3 separate regions of the Sus scrofa genome follow, and regions 2 and 3 are each linked to region 1. The links are chromatin contacts, called in public Hi-C and HiChIP or PLAC-seq maps. All regions are on one chromosome and are shown on one strand. The core of a region is the stretch at or near the end of the contact, and the rest is flanking DNA. Distances in the headings are between cores, read along the strand shown.

Region 1 (4,171 bases), core at 1,638-4,137:
ACCGCTCTCCTCAACTCCAGCTCATGTTGAACTGACCATTCAGATGTCACAGACCACAGCCGGGCTCCGAATCGCCCCCTGCAACCTACTTCTCTCCAGAGGTCCCCACCTCGGGCCTCAAACTGTAGGACTTGTTCTCCTTCCTCAGGCCCAGCACCCATGCCGGCTGCACTCCGCACGCACCATTTCCAAGCCCTTCGGCCGCCACCCATGCCACTATGGAAGTCACCCTCCCCTGCATTCTTCACAGTGCTGGCCGCCTCACCGGACCCTGGCCTCCTGCCCTTGCCCCCCCTACAGTCTATCCTAAATACAACAGTCAGAGGGATCCCTTTCAAACACAAGTCAGACCCCATCCATCCTCTGCTCTAAACCTCTGATGGCTCCCAATTTCCCTCCAAGTGAAAACCAAGTCCTTACAATGGCCTATGAGGCCCAAAACAATGTCTCTGCCACACCCACCTGCCAAACCTCATCACTCGCCCCCCTCATCCATTTAGCACTGCCCTCCCCAGCTTTCCTCAAAATTTCTCAAACATGCCATGGTCACCCCCAGGCCTTTGCACTTATTATTCCCTGGCTGGCAACCCTTCCCACAGACATCCTTGCCTCACTCCTTTATTCCCTGTGGGTCTCTGTTCACATGGTCTCTTATCAGTCAAATGACACCTTATCGGTGACTGCTTCCTTGACCAAACTTTTAGTTTGGGGTGGGGGGCAGGGTTTGAGCAGCAGCTTGATGTGGGACCTCAGTTCCCAGACTAGGAATTGAACCTGGGCTGCAGCAGTGAAAGCACCAGGTCCTAACCAGGAAGCTCCCTTGACTATTTAAAATAGCAGCCCCACAGCGGAAGATCCTAACTCCCTTATTTTCCTCCACAACACTCAGCACCTGGGGACACACGTGAATACACTTAGTTTCTTCTTGTTCTCTTCCCACTGGCATGTGTCAAGGAGCCAGCGACCTTTTGCTCCCTGTTAAAACCCCAGGCTCTAGAACAGCACCTGAAGCTCAGTAATACTTTAATGGAAATGTTTAGCAAGGACTATGGGCCAAGCACTGCGCATGCAACACTTTACTGCTCATGTCAACCCCGTCAGAAGGGGCTGTTAATTCTGAAGCACAAAAGTAACCGCATAGGCCAGAACAGTCCCTAAGCAATAACAGAAAACAAACATCTCATATGATAGCACTGTTTTTAGATACCTAAAGTAACTCTATTTCAGTTCTTTTGTTTGTTTTTTGCTTTTTTTTTAGGACCAGGCTTGCTGCATATGGAAGTTCCCAGGCTATGGGTGGAATCAGAGCTGCAGCTGCCGGCCTACACCACACCCACTGCAACTGGGGATCCAAGCCGTGTCTGCGACCTACATCACAACTCATGGCAACCCGGATCCTTAACCCACTGAGTGAGGCCGGGGGTCGAACCCACAGCCTCAGGGATGCTAGTTGGGTTACCGATGAGTCACAGCAGGAACTTGGGAGTTTCAATGCTTGAAGTAACACAAAGTGATCCCATTTTACCCTCATATCAGTCACACCAGGTAAGTTTTCTAACTCTCACCATTTTACAGAAAAGGAAAGAACACTAAAGATATCCCCACAGCATCTAGCACGATGACAACTACCATGACAGTTAAGATGTGATAAACTCATATACGAAATTGTGTCAAGTGTTTTCTAAAAGCTGAAGGGCGTGGATGGGGGGCGGGGACGCTCTGTGCTCCAGAGAATGGAGGGCAGGCTTCGGGGGCTGTATTTACCCGAACTCTGTTGATGCCACCATAGTGCGGCACCATAGCCAACTCTAGCTGAGGCTTTCGCTCTTCTTCATCCTCTTCATCCTCCTCCTCCTCTTCATCACTGCCCTCTGATGGCGGGGGCTTTGTCCCATGCAAATTGTGCATTCGAAGCATCATCAATCTGGCGGAAGTGTGGGATGAAATGAGGCCCTGGATACCAGGATCCTTGGGAAGAAGGGAGTGGGGAGGCTGGAAACCCCCCTATTTCTAGGTGCGGGGGCCGCGGGGGGGGCCGCGGGGGGGGGAGCCGCGGGGGCGGGGGGCTGAAGGCTCAGACTCCTGGTCGAAGTAAAGGCCCAGTTCTCACCTGTTGCTTTGGGCGCTCTCTGCCTGGGTTCCAGCACACAGGTAAAGTGTAAGAGGAAGCTCAGTCCGGTTGTCTCCCAGGTGATCCCGGACTATGTCGAAGCTGAGGCAGGGGGCGCCTGGGGATGGAAGGAGCGGTTGGAAAATTAGGATGGGACATAAGTATCTCAGGCCCTAATAGCCAGAGGTATCTCTTGAGTGTGGTGTCAATTCTCTTAGACCCCAGTTTCCTCTTTCAGAGCGCCTCTTAAGTTAAAGGCTCAGGACCGGCTCCCCTCGGGAACCCCAGTTTCCCCTTTCAGAGCGCCTCTTAAATTAAAGGCTCAGGACCAGCTCCCCTCAGGACCCAGATTTCCAGTCCCTCCTTGCTCTGGCCCCGGGAAGTCCGAATGCCCCAGCCCTACCAGTCTGTGCTCGGTGGTACAGCACGTAGGCCTCCTCGTCCATGACCAGCTCCTCTCCCTCACGCAGTGGCGGTCCCCGGCCCGGTAGGTAGACCTGGGGAGGGCCCTCGGACCCTGCATCGTGGGACTCAGCCTCCATGGGCTCCCCAGTTTCACACGTGCGCCGCCGCCCCTTGCGCGCTGCCATCTTCCAACCCGTTCGCAGCCGGCGCGAGGTAAGAGCGTCACTTCCGGGTTGCGTTGCCTTCTTATGAGATCCGCCCTGCTGCGTGGTTACCTTGGAAACCCCCGGGTTCGCTGATTAGAGAGGGCGATGGGACCGGGTGAAGGAGAACTGACATAATCGTGTCCTGGTCCAGCTAGCGAGGCCTGCGGATCTGGAGAATTACCCCCTCCCGGTGACTTTGCGGAGTTCCTCCGCAGAGCCGCGGCAAGGCCTCCTGGGAGTTGTAGTTCTACGGGAGGCCTGTTTTTTCCTCATCAGCTAGAGGAGGTCCAAGCCCAGACACCATCTTCCACTTTTGACTCCCAAGGCATTCTTTCCACTTAATTAATTATTCGTGTATGCAAATAATCCTAGCTAGGAGACTAGGTTTCTGCTCCCTTAGGACCAATAAAGCCGGTTTCTTCTCCCCTCCTTATTCTTCCCCCGCTTCTTGTTATGAAGGCTTTAATTCATTTCCAAATGCTTAAGTAGAGTGAGGATGAGTTGCCTCATCAGGCGTTCACGTTGCAGCTGTGGTCAGCAAGCACTTAATCAGAAAGCCCACCCTCTGGAGGCAGCTATTACAAGTGTTTCGGCTCTTTTTATTGCCCATTAGCACCAGAGGTTTGGCTAATTGGCATAATGAAATGTTAGAACTAGGTTCTCATTGGTGAGCTTCACAACATTGAAGATTTGTGGATTGGCTGGGATATAATAGGCACTCTCCTCACTTGCCTGAACAGGATATTAAGAACCTAGCAAACCTCATTGCCTGTTGCCATAGGAATGGTACCCTCTAGGATGTTTTGAATCCCAGATCTTTCTTGAGTTCTCTGTCCCCCTTCTCTTAACGCCTCCACCCCTTCTTAGCTCGTCTCTTCTCATGGCTTCTTTCTGGGTCTTCACCTCCCGCCTCCCTCTGGGGTCTCTGTTCTTGCTCAAATTCTCTTTCTGCACCCTCTTCCTCTGAGGGACTTTTCTCAGTTTCTGTTTCCTCCGGAGAAGTTTGAGGGGACTGAGACAGGCATGGATCTCACACTTGGCTTGAGGAGGCATAAAAACATGGTTTATTCCAAACACTGCAATGTGGGACAGGAGAGTGGCCAGGGAGGTTGGTAGTGAGTGTGAACTCCCAGATCCCTCCCTTCCACAACCCATTTCCAGACCCGGCTGGAGATCTGGGAAGAGGAGGCTTTTGGGGGGCTGCTGGGTGATTACTGAAGGGGCACAAATAAAGGTTGGACTTGGAGAGTATATGGTTGGTGGCACCTGGGCCTGGTAGTGAGGTGCGAAAGGGTGGGAGGTTTTGGCCTGATGGAGGTTGGGATCAACGCTGGGGCAGGGGAGGCGGGGCTTCCGTTGGGGGTGTGTCCTAGGGCAAAAGAGGGAAAAGCTACCGAGGTTGGTTGGAAAAGGGTGGGGTGGGGAGGGTGTCACGGTTAGACGTCGAGGG
Region 2 (4,385 bases), core at 686-3,185, 160 kb after region 1:
ACATGAAGAGGTTGCTCCTCAAGAACTGCCCAAATCTCCCCAGACTAACAATGGTCTCTCCCAACCAACTCCGTCCCCCTCAGTCGGACACGCAATGAACTCGCCCACCCCAACCTCCTACCTCCCCACCAATGAACCCGCCCATCCAGAGGCCCCGCCTTCTTTTCCCGATAAAGGTCTTCCAGGCCCCGCGCCCTTCCAACAAGGGTCTCCCGAAGGCCTCTCCGCTCCTCTTCCAACCGTGTGGGCCCCCTTTCGCCCTTCCCCCCATTTTCTCCTGACCTCCGTGTCAATGGTCTCGCTCGCCGAATGGTCCTTTCCGCCCCCAGGCCCACTGCCCCCCATCCCTCTTCTGGAAACTTGGTACGTCCTGGAGTGGTAGAAGAGAACGGGAATCGGGCGAGACCATTACCAGAGCGGGGGGTGGAAGGTGAGGTGAGCCATGAAGGGAGTCCTTTCAACTAGGGACTGACCAGACCTCTGGCTTCCCTGGTGCCTTTCAGATTCGACCTGTATCTCTCCAAACTCCGCTGCCTCACCTTTCGGTCCAGGTATTCTGCCGGTTCACGGGAGTCTCCATCCACGGTAGGATTCTGGGCCCAGTGCCTCTGGCTCTTCCGAATGCGCATGCGTAATGCCTGTCTGGTACCGTGGCTGGTTTTTATCAGGTTGACCCGGCGAGTTTTCCCTCCCTATGGAAATTTGGAGCATCACCAAATTCACCTCAAACGCCAACCCACAGCGTCCGCCTCTCAAAAAGAAATGGAAAGGGCTGATATATAATGACAAGCAATTACCGATATGCTTAGCATGTGCTAGATAGTATAAGCATGTGATTTTTAGTTCTTAAAACGGTCTGAGTTACTATTATCCCTATTTTCCACATGGAGAAAGCGAGGCTCAATGAGAAAGAGCCTCAAGTGCATGACCACGTATTGGGAGCCTGCTGTGTATGACTCCATCCCGGCGCTCTTTCTGCTAAAACGAAAGCTCTTGAAAGTGCAGGGGTGGACGGTTCCCGTGGTGGCACAGCGGGTTAAGGATCTGGCTTGGGTCCTTGCTGTGGCGTGGGTTAGATCCCTGGCCCTGGAACTTCGCATACCCCGGGCTTGGCAAAAAATAAAAAAGTGTGGGGGTGGAGGTTGAGGGAGGACCTACCCTCTTCTCTGCTGTGTGCCCTCGGATAAGTCACTGAACCCCTCTGATTTAATTTTCCCAGCTGGAAAAAACGGACACAATCCTTATCTCCTGGGGTGTATAGGGGTGATCCTATAGGTGACCCACCCAGCAGACCCACCTAGCACAGTGTAGTTCAGGGATAGTTAAATATCAGCATGGAGGCAGGCATGGGATTTTGATGGGTAAAGAAAGCCAGATGGAAAGCTATAAAGAGAGTTCTGGACCAAATGCGTAGAGATTTACTGCTACCCATCACCGGCCAGTTGTTGCTACAAAGAACACAGTGTTGCCAGAGAGTCTGAGATGGCCTGGCTTCAGCAGAGTGGATTTCAAACCATTTTGCAACTCCAGGCTTCTTTCCAGGTGCAGTGAGTCCAAGTGGGAACAGACTGGGACGAAAAAGCAGGACCCTGTGTATCCCAGCTCTGGCTTTAACATCAGTAATAACTTTGATGATGACAGGCCGTCTTCGGAAAACATCCCATGTGTTATCGCAGTCAATCCTCAAACTTATGTGATAGATATTCCCATTTTACAGATAAGAAAACTGAGGCACTGGGAGTTTAATAATGCAGCAAATAACAGTGAATCTGCTAAAACATCCCAAGTCCTCCTCTACCAGACCCTCATTTGTTTTCTAATGTAACCCTTGTGCTCCATCCTTTCTTTAATTTTTAATTTTATTTTTTAAATTTATTTTTTAAAAATTTTATTATTGTTGATTTACAATGTTCTGTCAATTTCTGCTGTACAGCAAAGTGATGTGGCTACACATATACATACATTCGTTTTCTCACATTCTCCTCCATCATGTTCCATCACAAGTGACTGGATACAGTTTTCCCAGGGCGATGCAGCGGGATCTCATTGCCTCTCCACTCCAAATGCAATAGCTTGCATCTACCAACCCCAAACTCCCAGTCCATCCCCCCTCTCCTCTCCCCCTCCCCCTTGGCAACCACAAGTCTACTACCTATGTCCATGGCTTTGTGTGTGTGTGTGTGTGTGTGTGTGTGTACATAGGTTCATTTGTGCCATAGATTCCAGATACCCATCTTCTTTTATCACCTCAATTCCTGATATCAGTTCCTCTCCTATCCCCCTCAACTTCCCTGTGACTCTGTTTATCTAAAACTCCCAATCTCCCATGTCATATCTCTGCTCTCAAATTCTGAATCTCTTCCATTCATTTCATCAACAGTTTATGGAATATCCCCTCTGTGCCGGGTGCTCTTCTGGGCTCTGGAATTTTTCGTGGTAAGCAGCACAAGGCCGCCCCCTAGTGGGGACGATGGACAATTTTAAAGATAAATGATGAACAAGTAATTTAGATCCGGTTTTTGAAAGAAAGAATAAGGGGGGATGGGATAGCGACTGGTGGTGGGAAGGGGATAGTGGTTACTTTAAATAGGGATGTCAAGGGCATCTATTCCTGGGAGGTGACATTTAAGTCTGAAACACAAACAGTTGGATGGGCATTCCAGGCAGAGGGAATAGCAGGGGCAAAAACTAGATCAAACTGGTCCTATGTGCGGGGGGTGGGGGTGGGGGATGGGGCGGAACGGGGAGAAGCCTGCTGTGGGTGAAACAGGAGGGCAAGTGATAAGAGATATGGCCGGGGAGTTCCCGTCGTGGCGTACTGGTTAACGAATCCGACTAGGAACCATGAGGTTGCGGGTTCGGTCCCTGCCCTTGCTCAGTGGGTTAAAAATCCGGCGTTGCCGTGAGCTGTGGTGTAGGTTGCAGACGCGGCTCGGATCCCGCGTTGCTGTGGCTCTGGTGTAGGCCGGTGGCTACAGCTCCGATTCAACCCCTAGCCAGGGAACCTCCATATGCCGTGGGAGCGGCCCAAGAAATAGCAACAACAACAAAAGAGACAAAAAGACCAAAAAAAAAAAAAAAAAAAGAGAGATATGGCCGGACAGTTAGGAAACGGGAAACTCCATATTTGCTGTAACATCCCAGTTCATCCTGTATATTAGTGCTGGCCAACAAACATTTCCCAGATTATGGAAATAGTCTAGATCTCCACTGTCCAATACAGCAGAGCCACTGAGGATTTGAAATGGGGTGTGACTGAGGAACTGAATTTTTCATTATATTCCATTTAATTACTTTAGCCACATATGACAACCTCCTACTGATTTGGATAACTTCCCACTACACCTCAAAAGATCCAGCTCTTGGAGTTCCCGTCGTGGCGTAGTGGTTAACGAATCTGAGTAGGAACCATGAGGTTGCGGGTTCGGTCCCTGCCCTTGCTCAGTGGGTTAACGATCCGGCGTTGCCGTGAGCTGTGGTGTAGGTTGCAGACGCGGCTCAGATCCCGCGTTGCTGTGGCTCTGGCGTAGGCCGGTGGCTACAGCTCCGATTCAACCCCTAGCCAGGGAACCTCCATATGCCGCGGGAGCGGCCCAAGAAATAGCAACAACAACAACAACAACAAAAAGACAAAAAAGACAAAAAAAAAAAAAAAAAAAAAAGATCCAGCTCTTCCTTAAAACTCCCACTCTCCCCAAACACCCCAATGCTCCCTACAAGCCTCCACTCGCCCCTATAAGAATCCTCTACCTACTACACAATGCACAAACAACCCAATTCTCTTTCTTTGTACATATGAATTCACCCAAACACTCCCACTCCCTCAGAACACCCAATGCCTAGAATCTCCCCAACTCTCCCTATTTCACCCTGATTCTTCTATCACACTCTCCATTCCTCCAAGAGCACCTCAGTGCCTCGGCTGTTACTCTGTTTCCTCCCGCGGTATCCCTTAAACATCTCACCCCGCCCCCTTCCGTTGCAGAGTTACCATGGCAACGCCCATCTAGGATTTCTCTCCAACCCTCCTGCAGCTATTCCGCGCACCTAGCGGGGCCCAGCACCATAGAAACTGGAGTGGTCCCCTCCTCCCCCCTCACGCGAGATGGCTGTTCTGGGACCTAGACCCTTCAGATCCGAGAGAGCCGGGAGAGATGAGGGGCCCCCACAGTGCTCAGCGAGCAAAGGGTCCTCCCCATTTTTCAGCCCGGATCCAACTGAGCACCCTGCAGCAGGCAGACGCTCAGATGGAAACGCCAGGCAGCGGATTCTACTGCGCAGGTGCTCACAGTTAGCGGACCTCGCAGGAGGCGCTCAGACTGCTGGGAGTTGTAGTTTCCTGGCTGAGACACATGTGGCCAATGGGTGGGCCGGATAGAAACCAG
Region 3 (4,519 bases), core at 71-2,570, 190 kb after region 1:
CCCACCGCGTGTTTTATTCTTGGGACAACTGGAACCTTTCATCCTGATCCTAACTCCAACGCCGGTCCCCTTCTCCACGGGTGTGACCCCCACCCCCACCCCCGTACAATTAAGGTCCCTCTCCCAAAATAGGCGTCCTTAAACTCAGTCGCGGACGCCTCCTCAAATGTGTTCTCAGCTTCCAGGTAGGATCTCCTCGCCTTCCAGATATGCCTCCCACATTTGGCGGCAGCCTCTAGTGCCTCCATTTCCATAGAAATACCCTCCCCCGCCCCATGTGCCTACACTTGGGCTGTAAGCCACATCCAGCTTGTCCCCCCTCTAAAAATGTTCCATCTCCAGATGTGCTCTGCCCATTCAGTTATGGGTTCCTTGTCCCCAGTCATACTCTTTTTCTTTTCTTTTGTTTTTTAATGGCCGCACTGGTGGCATATGGAGGTTCCCAGGCTAGGGGTCCAATCCGAGCTGTAGCCACCGGCCTACGCCACAGCAACACGGGATCCAAGCCTCTTCTGCGACTTACACCACAGCTCACAGCAACGCGGGATCCTTAATCCGTTGAGCAAGGCAGGGATCGAACCCACGGCCTCATGGTTCCTAGTCGGGTTCGTTAACCGCTGAGCCACAACAAGAACTCTGCTAGTCGTATTCTTCATGCATCTGTGGCTCCCTCCTCCCCAGATGTGTCTCAGATTCTAGGCAGCTATTGCCCCTCTCCTGGATGGGACCCCTATGGGTTGCCATATCCAGCTGTGGAGGTGCCCCCGTATCCAGACGTCCTCCCCACATCTAGTATGGACCCTCTGCCTACAGGTGTGTGCCCCATTCACTTGTGGCCAATTCTCAGAAGTGTCACCAATATTCATCTGTGGTCTCTTCCTGCCCAGATATACCGCCCAGTCCAGTTGTGGCCCCCTCCTCTCATCTACAGTTCCCGTCCTCCCCAAATATGGGTCCTCATCCTAGACATGGTCCGTCGTCCTTAGATGGGCTTTATCACCCCAGATGCTCCCCCACGTCCAGCTTCGCCTCCCCCCCTTGGGCAGCCCCTCCCAGCTGGCTCCTGTCTCCCCAATCCCTCCCAGCCCCGCCCGCCTCGGCACCTCCCATCCAGGCTGTCCCACCCAGCTGTGCCTCTCCCCTCCCCCAGATGTGCACCCTTCCCGCCCCTCCCCAATCACCTACCCGCCCCGGAGCGGCGTCCACCTCCCACAATGCCCCGCGCCGAGGCCCGGCCCGGCCCTTGCTCCCGGGATGCCCCGCGCGGCCTCCCGCCTCTCTTCCCGCCGTGCCTCGCGAAGCAGCTTCCACCGAAGCTCCCTTTTCTTGGCGGTCACTCCTTGGACCCGCAGCCGCACCCACTCATTCAGTACAAGAGGAGGCTCGGGGCCGTTTCCCAGCGTGCTCTGCGGGAGGGCTCGCCCCACTTCACCCCCTTTCTTGCGGTCTCGCGGCCAAGAAACTACAACTCCCAGGACCCTCTGCGCGACGGCGGCGCGGCCGTCCTCCGGGCTCCGCCCCTCAGCTCGGCCCCGCCCCCGGCCGTAGAAGTCTGCGCGCGAACTCCGTGGCGCGAATTTGGTACTGCAGTGTAGCGCCCTGCGGTTCCGGGTGTGACGCTCTGGCCAGCGGTGTCTGGCCCGGAGAGAGGCAAGTGGAGTCGTCCGTGCGGGGCTTCAGGGCTGGGGAATGGCGCGCGTGTAGTAAACTCAGAGTTCATGCCTTCGCAGCGTCGGTCAGCTGCAGAGGAGCGGACGTGGGGAGACGCTGAGGCGGCCAGGAGCGCGCTGTGGAGGGGAGAGAGCGGGCAATGGGCCGCTCGAGGGGGCGGGGCAGCATCTGTCGGAGGCTCAGGGGCAGGTAGAATGTAGGTGAGGCCTGGAGCCCCTGGACTGAACTGGCTCTGAGGAGAGGCCTGGAGGGGCGGGACCACATGGAAGGGCGTGTCTATAGAGGGATGGGGGCGGGGAAAGGCTGTTGGTGGGCGGGGTCATCTGGAAGTTGGACTTGCGGGGCGGGGCCGGGGGAGGCGGGCCCACCTGGAAGGGGTGGGGCTAGGGAAAAGTTTAATGAAAATGTTGGAAGAGGAGTTTCCGTCGCGGAAACGAATCCGGCTAGGAACCATGGAGTTGCGGGTTCGATCCCTGGCGTCGCAGACGCGGCTCGGTGGCTCGGCTGTAGCATAGGCCGGCAGCGTCAGTTAGATCCCTAGCATATGGGAACCTCCATATGCCGTGGGGGCGGCCCTAAAAAAAAAAAAAGCAAACAAAAAAAGGACGGGGCCAGCTTTAAAGGCTGAACCCAGGTAGATGGGTGGGGTCAGGGGGAAGTCAATGGTAAGACTGAGGCAAAGGCCTAATGGGCTAAGGCCTTATGAAAGGTCAGGAACTTTCTGGAGGGCCCTGCAAGGAGGCGGCCAAGGCGTGGGAGGGAGTGGGGCTCAGGGGAGAGTAGCTGAAAGGTCTGAACTTATCATTGCCCAATGGCTTATCATTGCCTGAGGGCCCGAGAGGCCTGAGGAGGGAAGAGAGAAGTCTTGGAGAGCTTCAAGGGTAACGGGTTGGGCACTTGGCAGGGAGGGGCATTTGGAAAGGGGAGCTGGCTTGGAAGGGGGAGGGGAGACAGCAGAAAATGGGATTATGGCCGTCACTCCTTGGCCACCATTTCAGCCCATTTGAACCTCTGACTTATTAGGCAGCCTGAGAAGAAGGCACGAGGGAAAGGCAGGAAGGATGTGTTGAGTTGAGTAAGACCGTAAGAGTTTAATTTTAGGATCCTTAGGCCTGCAGATCTCCCCCTCCATCCCCAGGGCTAATGACCCTGGGAGAGGGATAGGGATGTTTTTTGTTTCTTTGTTTGTTTGTTTTGTTTTGTCTTTTTGCCTTTTTAGGGCCACACCCGTGCGGCACATGGAGGTTCCCAGTTTAGGAGTCTAATCGGAGCTGTTGCTGCTCGCCTACATCACAGCCACAGCAATGCCAGATCCTTAACCCAATGAGCAAGGCCAGGGATCAAACCCACAACCTCATAGTTCCTAGTCGGACTCGTTTCTGCTGCGCCACAATGGGAACTCCGGGGTAGGGATGTTTTAAATGCGAATCCAGATAGTTCTCAGAACTGGAACCCTCTGTTTCTGGTGTCTGTCATTGACTGGTTGTGTGGCCCTGACCAGGGCACTGTCCCTCTCCTGTCTCTGCTTCCTGAGTTGTCTTTTAGGGGACGCAAAGCTGTTTTAACCTCGGCACAAAGGAGAGTAGCATATTCAGGAGAAAGGTATAAAATATTTCACGGGAGTTCCCATCTTGGCTCAGCAGAAATGAATCCGACTAGTATTCATGAGAAGTGGGTTCAATCCCTGGCCTTGCTTAGTGGGTTAAGGATTGGGTGTTGCTGTGGCTGTGGCATAGGCCAGCAGTTTTAGCTCCAATTTGACCCCTAGCCTGGGATCCTCCATATGCCATGGGTGCAGCCCTAGAAACACACACACACAAATAAAATATTTCAGTCTAGTGCATTCTCCAGTGGAATGGCATTCAGTAATTAAATGCATCATATGACAGTTTGTTTATCCATTCACCCTTGAAGGACCATTATAAATACGCAGGGGGTACATTCCTTCAAGGCTTTAGAAAGAGAAGAAAAAGGATTAGCTCACACACAGGTGGTTGGTCTGGGTCAGCACCTGGGAAGATCTTTGAAGGGCTCCTGGGCCTCATAGGAAGAGAGGCCTTTCTCCCTGTCTTCAGAGTGGACATTCTTTCTTCTTCTTCTTCTTATTTTGTTTTTTTAGGGCTGCACTTGCAGCATATGGAAGTTCCCAGGCCAGGAGCCCACAGCCACGTCGGATCCTTAACCCACTGAGCGAAGCCAGGGATTGAACCTGCATCCTCATGGATGCCAGTCAGATTTGTTTCCACTGAGCCACGATGAGAACTCCCCAGAGTGGACACTTTTTCCTTGTGGGAAATGCGGGGTCGTCTTTAGTGGTGGAGGCCGATGTATGTGGTGGACAGGTCCGGAGGAGGCTGACCTGGTTAGCATAGAGTTCCAGCCCACTTGTGTAGACGCTGCAGCCATTCCCCACACCTCAGCATGTGAAGCTTTATCCTAGTTAGAGGGGTAGGTGTCTGGATCTCTGCGCAGTCAGAATCCTCGCTGAGTATTTGGATGTCTGTTTCAGGAACAGCCGACTGAGAAGAGGAGGCTGAGAGGGGAGAGAGAATTCTGACGCCATCATGCAGCGAAGTATCATGTAAGGACCCGCCACCGTCCTACCACCACCAGGCTCCCCTCTCCTCTCTCTAATGCTGTGCCTTTTTTTTTTTTTCTATATTAAAATTGTTATATTATGCAACTAAAATTTATAAAGAAGAAAGCCTTATATACCATTAAATATTTTATATAGCATAATAAAAAGAATAGCTTAACTGGTAAGAATAACAAAAATAATATACCCTCTGAAAATAAGTAAGATATAAAATGCATAAATTGGTTAAAAAACATTGTAACTATATAAACA

What was found. A called contact is a pair of places that touch in the nucleus more often than the background predicts. HiChIP or PLAC-seq counts read pairs in DNA pulled down with a chosen protein or histone mark.
Region 2: a contact with region 1 is called in a Hi-C map of embryonic fibroblasts, with 2.2 times the contacts expected there. The contact joins the promoter of LOC102165847 here to the promoter of GRWD1 in region 1. A contact is called at or near these places in 3 of 47 Hi-C or Micro-C datasets (embryonic fibroblasts, epiblast stem cells and heart right ventricle).
Region 3: a contact with region 1 is called in an H3K27ac HiChIP or PLAC-seq map of alveolar macrophages. The contact joins the promoter of C6H19orf68 here to the promoter of GRWD1 in region 1. A contact is called at or near these places in 1 of 47 Hi-C or Micro-C datasets (embryonic fibroblasts) and 1 of 2 datasets of contacts at active chromatin or transcription factors (alveolar macrophages).

Annotation. Positions count from the first base shown.
Region 1 is chr6:53,848,389-53,852,559 of Sscrofa11.1, reverse strand. GRWD1 (glutamate-rich WD repeat-containing protein 1) reads right to left here and starts at 2,887. Exons shown (of 7, transcript XM_003127271.4): 1 at 2,514-2,887; 2 at 2,111-2,228; 3 at 1,765-1,924. The coding sequence starts at 2,700. It overlaps GRIN2D (glutamate receptor ionotropic, NMDA 2D), which reads right to left. Exons shown (of 13, transcript XM_021094673.1): 13 at 3,025-4,171.
Region 2 is chr6:53,682,325-53,686,709 of Sscrofa11.1, reverse strand. It overlaps LOC102165847 (zinc finger protein 664-like), which reads right to left and starts at 1,935. Exons shown (of 5, transcript XM_005664651.3): 1 at 540-1,935. It overlaps LOC110261015 (a long non-coding RNA gene), which reads left to right and starts at 232. Exons shown (of 3, transcript XR_002344717.1): 1 at 232-363; 2 at 504-585; 3 at 2,381-2,709.
Region 3 is chr6:53,657,023-53,661,541 of Sscrofa11.1, reverse strand. C6H19orf68 reads right to left here and starts at 1,320. Exons shown (of 4, transcript XM_005664646.3): 1 at 1,186-1,320. LIG1 (DNA ligase 1) reads left to right here and starts at 1,522. Exons shown (of 28, transcript XM_021094649.1): 1 at 1,522-1,650; 2 at 4,181-4,252. The coding sequence starts at 4,236.